Regions from separate parts of the Mus musculus genome. Here region 2 is linked to region 1. The links are chromatin contacts, called in public Hi-C maps. All regions are on one chromosome and are shown on one strand. The core of a region is the stretch at or near the end of the contact, and the rest is flanking DNA. Distances in the headings are between cores, read along the strand shown.

Region 1 (2,683 bases), core at 68-2,567:
TGTAATTCTGCCTTCCTGGCAGGGTTATTCTGATGTAGGTAATTAGATAACTATCCTGAACATTGACAGTTTGTGCCGGAGCTCGCTCAGAACTCGCCGCCCCTAACTACATCTTTCTGTGCTGCTGTTTTCTCTCCATCCCCCAGGCTCAGAAGTACAACTTGTGGAGTATGAGGCCTCAGCCGCTGGTCTCATCCGCTCCTTCTGTGAGCGGTTTCCCGAGGATGGGCCCGAGTTGGAGGAGGTTCTTATCCAGCTGGCTGCAGCAGATGCCCGATTCTGGAGGAACCAGGCCCAGGAGGCCCCACCTGGCCAGGCTTGAGAAGATCTGTGTGGTCTCTCCCCTCTTTGTCAAACCAGGGCTGTCAGTAGCTCTGAGTTGTGTGTGATTAGGAGTCAGGGGAGGGAGGGGCAGGAGCTTGGACTTTGGTGCTACCTCAGCTGAGGGTGGTGATGCGAACCCCTTCCATTTGTCAGCACTTTGCAGTTTACCGTATGTCCTCAGTTTCTGGATCTGCACTGCCATCTATGGCCGGAGCTCAACAGGGTGCCTAGTCCGGTTTTCCACATGGGAAGGTGGCAATTCTGAGAAGTGACTGTTCTAGACCCGGCAGGTGGCATGTGACAGAGCCAGGGCTCAAAGCATTCTCACCAAATCCAGCGCTCTTCGTGTATTACTTTTATAGCCAGAAAAATAAATATGACGACCACCATCTCTGCAGTGTATGTTTCTTTCTCTTCCAGTTCAAAGCCAGGGGAGGGCACACTACATCACTTTAGGCTTCCAATCCACAATAAGATTTTGAATATCATTTCCAAAGGAATGCACAAACTCACAACGTGTTCCGGAGCTCTTCTTTGTGACATATTTCTTAAGATTTGTGTGTTCGTGTGCATTTTCTTCATGGGTGTGGTGGTGGTAGCAGAGACCAGAAGACCCCATCAGATGCCCTGGAACTACGGTTACAGAATTGTGAGCTGCCATGTGGGTGCTGAGCAGTCCAGGGTCCTCTGCAAGAGCAGCAAGCACTCTTGTACTTTCAAATGTTTCCGGAGCCAAAGAACCGTAACACACTAACATGAGATCCTCACCCATTAATTTGTTTCTCAGTCTAGTCTTAATCCCTAAAAAGCGCTCCTCCCCAGGCCTCAAAGCCCAGGCCCCTGTCTTTAATGCAGAAACCATAAGTCAACATTGCATAGGACAAGGAAACCAGTGCTTATTTGGTCCCAGCCGGGACAATTTTACCCCGGAACCTTTGTTCCTGTGCTTTCGGATGCCCGGATTCTATTGGGTGTTGCGCGATGGCTGAGCTGGTTGCCAAGGCGACGCCTGGGAAAATGGCTGCGGCGTCTTCATCGGATTCTGACAGCGGGCGAGCTGAGAGGTTAAGTCCCGGATCCTCACCGCTTCCTTTCCCTCAGATGAATAGATGGTGCTTGGTAGCGGGTTCTGGGCTCTTGCTTTCGAGCAGCGGTGGAAGTTCTGGGAGGGCCCTTTAGAAATCAGAAGAAAGCTGATGGCCAAGAAGTATCTGTATGTGATTGGCTGGTCACTCCGGGCGCCAATTGAGCTCAGATCTAGACTTGGTATTATCCTTTCGATGTTCGTGCTCTGTTTCAGGCGTCATCTCGCTTAGAGATTTTATTTATTTATTTATTTATTTATTTATTTATTTATTTCGTCATGGGGCTCACTTTCCAACTATCTTTTTTCCCTCTCAGCAACGAAGCCAATTCTAAATGGCTGGACGCACACTACGACCCCATGGCCAACATCCACACCTTCTCCTCCTGCCTGTGTGAGTCTCTAGACATATCTAGGGACACCCAGATTCTAGGAGGATGGGAGGAACAGGGAACGGTTTCATGGAGAAATCTTTGAGATTCTGAGACTCCTTTTCGACCCTTTTGTGTTTTCTAGCACTGGCAGATTTGCATGGCGATGGGGAGTACAAGGTAGGCAATCAGAAAGTTGAGTGGTGTGTGTGTGTGTGTGTGTGTGTGACACTCAGAAGTGAGATTTGCAAAGAGGCTCAACATACTCTGGAACTCATCAGTACTAAAAAGGCACACTTCGTTGCAACTTCTTTCTTTTAACGATGTATTTTTATTTTGTGTGCGTTGGTGCTTTGCTTGTGTGTGTGCTTGTGTAAGGTTTCAGATCCCTTGCAACAGGATTTACAGACAGTTGAGAGCTGCCGTGTAGGTGCTGGAGTTTGAACCAGGATCCTCTGGAAGGACAGCCAGTGATCTTCACTGCTGAGCCATCTCTCTAACCCCAGAATTTCTTAGTAATTTGGAAAGTGAACATTAATTTTATAACATGATCTGCAGAGGTTAAACAGCAAGATGTTGTGGATTTATAGTACCAAGACATACGATTTTCTCTCTCTCTCTCTCTTTTTTTTGTCTTTGTTTGTTTGTTTTTCAAGACAGGGTTTCTCTGTGTAGCCCTGGCTATCCTGGAACTCACTCTGTAGACCAGGCTGGCCTCAAACTCAGAAATCTGCCTACCTCTGCTTCCCAAGTGCTGGGATTAAAGGCATGCCTCACCACTGCCCTGCTGACATATGATTTTCTAAAAAATAATTTGAGGGCCAGGAGTGGTAGTGCCTGCCTCTAATCACAGCACTTGGGCAATAGAAACAGGGCGATCCATGAGTTTGAGGGTGACCTGTGA
Region 2 (2,683 bases), core at 107-2,606, 93 kb before region 1:
CTGCAAGTGCCACTTGGCTTCTGGATGGGAATGTGGCCCTGCTGGACACTCCCCAGAGCCAGGTGGACCCAGCCCCTTGGACCCTCTGCCCAGTCCTGATGATACCCTGACAGAGGACATGACATACTTGGCCATTCTGAAGGAGATGTGCAATTTCCAGACATCTGCAGGTCTCCACTCTAGACCAGGGTTAGGGGCTCAGAGTGGATCTGATCTAGATCAACATTTGTGGTTCTGGGTGTAGCTCTCTGGAGCTTGAATGGTGTTTCCAATGGGCGCCCATTGCCAGGGCCACACCTTCAATGCACAAAGGGAAAACTAAGGCAGTCTTCAAAGAGACATCATTTGCCGAGGTCACAAGGCAAGACAATATATTTGTTGCTAAGGTTAGAACCCAGAACTCTGCCTCCTGGACTCTTTTGAGTCCAGCTTTTGAAAAATACTTAGGCTCACTGCGCTGTGTGTGAATCAAAGACCCGTTTCAGGATCTACTTCTCGAGTGTGGACATGGCCCTTGGGTTACCTTGCTCTGTGCCCTCAGTCACCCACTTCAGTTGGGCCTCTGAGAGTCTCTGAGGGACCATGCTGAGAGGATTGTCTTCCTTCCACAAGACTGAAGTGAAGGGAACCACAGATGGTAGTTACTTCCGACACAGGCCGTGCAGACTGCTCTGAGGTCTTGTTCTGTGCATTTCAGACTCCATCAGATTCCTCCAATGGTGAGTCCCCTGGTGAAGCAGGCACAGACCTGTAAGAATGACCCTGGCTAGGTTGGATCTAATGAGGGGGAAAGTCAGCGAACTGCTTGCTTTCCATTGAGCTACAGCCTCGGAAAGCATTCCTTTCCCCAAGTCCAGACAGTCCTGTTGTTCAGGACTCCCAGGTGACCCTGCTCATCCAGAGCCGACCGTGAGGCGTGGTCCCCTGGAAGACTTTAGGTCCTTTCAGACCCTGGCACTGTGCACACGGGCTTGACTTCTCCCAAAACTGGGTTTTAGTATTGCAGTATTCAAATTCCAAAGCCTGAGGGGCACAGGGCCAAGTGGAACCTGGACAGGCATGCTCGGGAGGCCAGATATAGGAGGATGATCTTTTCAGGGCAAGTGTTCTGGTGTTCTTGCACATTGCAAATAGGGAAAGTGAGGCTCTTAGAGGAGAAGGGGCTAGCTTGATAGCCCCAGTGGACAGAGTTAGGTCCAGAATCCATGTCTCTTGACTTTCCAGCCTGGGACTCTGCCTCAAACACAAGCTGCTGGCACTGAGGCTAAGCTCACTTCCTCTTCATCCCCAGCCAGGGCTGGGCCACTCAGGAGCTCTCCCATTCACCAGATGGTCCTTTCCTCCGCAGCTTCCTGGTGTCCCCTCCTCCCCCACATAGTGTTCATTTCTTCCTTGTTCCAGAAGCTTCTCCAGCAATGGGCCAGAACAGCTGCTTCTCTGCTTCTTGCCACAGCTCAACCAACTGTGGTTGCAACACTTGCAGGGGTGGGGGTGTCCCCAGCTCTCTGCTCTTGGAGTCTCTTCTCTGTGGCTCCTAGGGATTTCTTCCTGACTCTGGACCAGGCCTGTTGACTGTTTCTGATCTCCTGATTTTTAAAGCCCCTCTGTCTTTCCTGGCCCCGCTTGGCCTCCCTGAAGATGCCCTGCCCTCTGCATACCTAGGGCCAATAGGAGTGATGAGCCCATGTCATGTCTGCTCTGGGATTCTAATGACCCAATCCCTACACCAGACACACAAGGCATGGACATCTGCTCACCTGTAGGCTCCATGTCACTGGGTACACGCAGGTGATATTACAGACAAGTGTAAAGCTTCGGTCTGTGGTGGCCTGCAGGTTTGTGTGTACCTAGGTAGAAGAGGAAGTGAGGAGGCACCAGTCAGAAGCAACTCTGAGAAACAGGAGCCAGAATTTAAGCTGGGTAAGAACATGAAAGATGGCCAAGGATTGCAATTGTTGGCCCCTGGAGAACACACTGGGACTGGTCTTGGATGTTCTGTTCTGTACTGGAGGGATATGGGATGCCTGCTGACACACAGGAAGGGTCTGAACCCAGACCCTCAGGGTCACTAGGTATGCGTACCTCAGTTTCCTAAGGCTCATTGACTTCTTTGTTCGTTTATTCGGAGAACAGCACCTATTCTGGCCACCTCCATAAGGAGGGTTTCAGGAAGCACCCAGGGCTATGAACCCATCGAGCCACTTCTGTCTGACTGCATTCAAAACGATAGTTTCCTTAAGACAATGGCCACTCCCCGTGCATTCTCCAACACTTACTCCGTTCCTTCCGTGCCTATGGCTTTGTTCTGAGTGTTTTGACAAATTAGTTCACCTGGCTCTTGTGTCAGAGCTCTAACACAAATTGTATTCTCCTCTTCACAACTCTATTTAATACACTGGTAAACTGAGGCATGAGAGGCTGCAGTCCTTACCTCAGCAGTGTCACAGTCTGTAACAGAGGCAAGACCTCCCTCCAGGCCCCACCCTCTTGCCTACCCTGCCTTGGCTCTCTTCCGGTCTCTATGCGAAGATCCTATGTATTCAGACCCTTCTTTTAATTTTTTAATGGCTTTTTTATTTACTCTGTGTGCATGCATGTGAGTGAGTGTGTGCCGTGGTTTATGTGTGGCAGTCAGAGGACATCTTTCGGCTCTCCTTCCACCATGGAGGTCCTGGGGATTGAA

What was found. A called contact is a pair of places that touch in the nucleus more often than the background predicts.
Region 2: a Hi-C map of cerebral cortex shows a contact between it and region 1, with 2.0 times the contacts expected there. A contact is called at or near these places in 3 of 39 promoter capture datasets (hippocampal neurons and liver), 4 of 484 Hi-C or Micro-C datasets (cerebral cortex, cortical neurons, embryonic stem cells and 1 more), 3 of 130 datasets of targeted methods (embryonic stem cells, memory CD8 T cells and pancreatic cancer cells) and 2 of 9 other capture datasets (adipose tissue and pancreatic islet).

What each region holds. Positions count from the first base shown.
Region 1 is chr19:4,905,261-4,907,943 of GRCm38.p6, reverse strand. It overlaps Bbs1 (Bardet-Biedl syndrome 1 (human)), which reads left to right and starts at 1,317. Exons shown (of 17, transcript NM_001033128.3): 1 at 1,317-1,388; 2 at 1,726-1,802; 3 at 1,925-1,959. The coding sequence starts at 1,342. Dpp3 (dipeptidylpeptidase 3) reads left to right here. Exons shown (of 18, transcript NM_133803.2): 18 at 147-715. The coding sequence ends at 322.
Region 2 is chr19:4,998,309-5,000,991 of GRCm38.p6, reverse strand. It overlaps a transcript of Npas4 not described here. Among named protein-coding and RNA genes, the nearest start is that of Npas4, 9.7 kb to the right of the region's middle.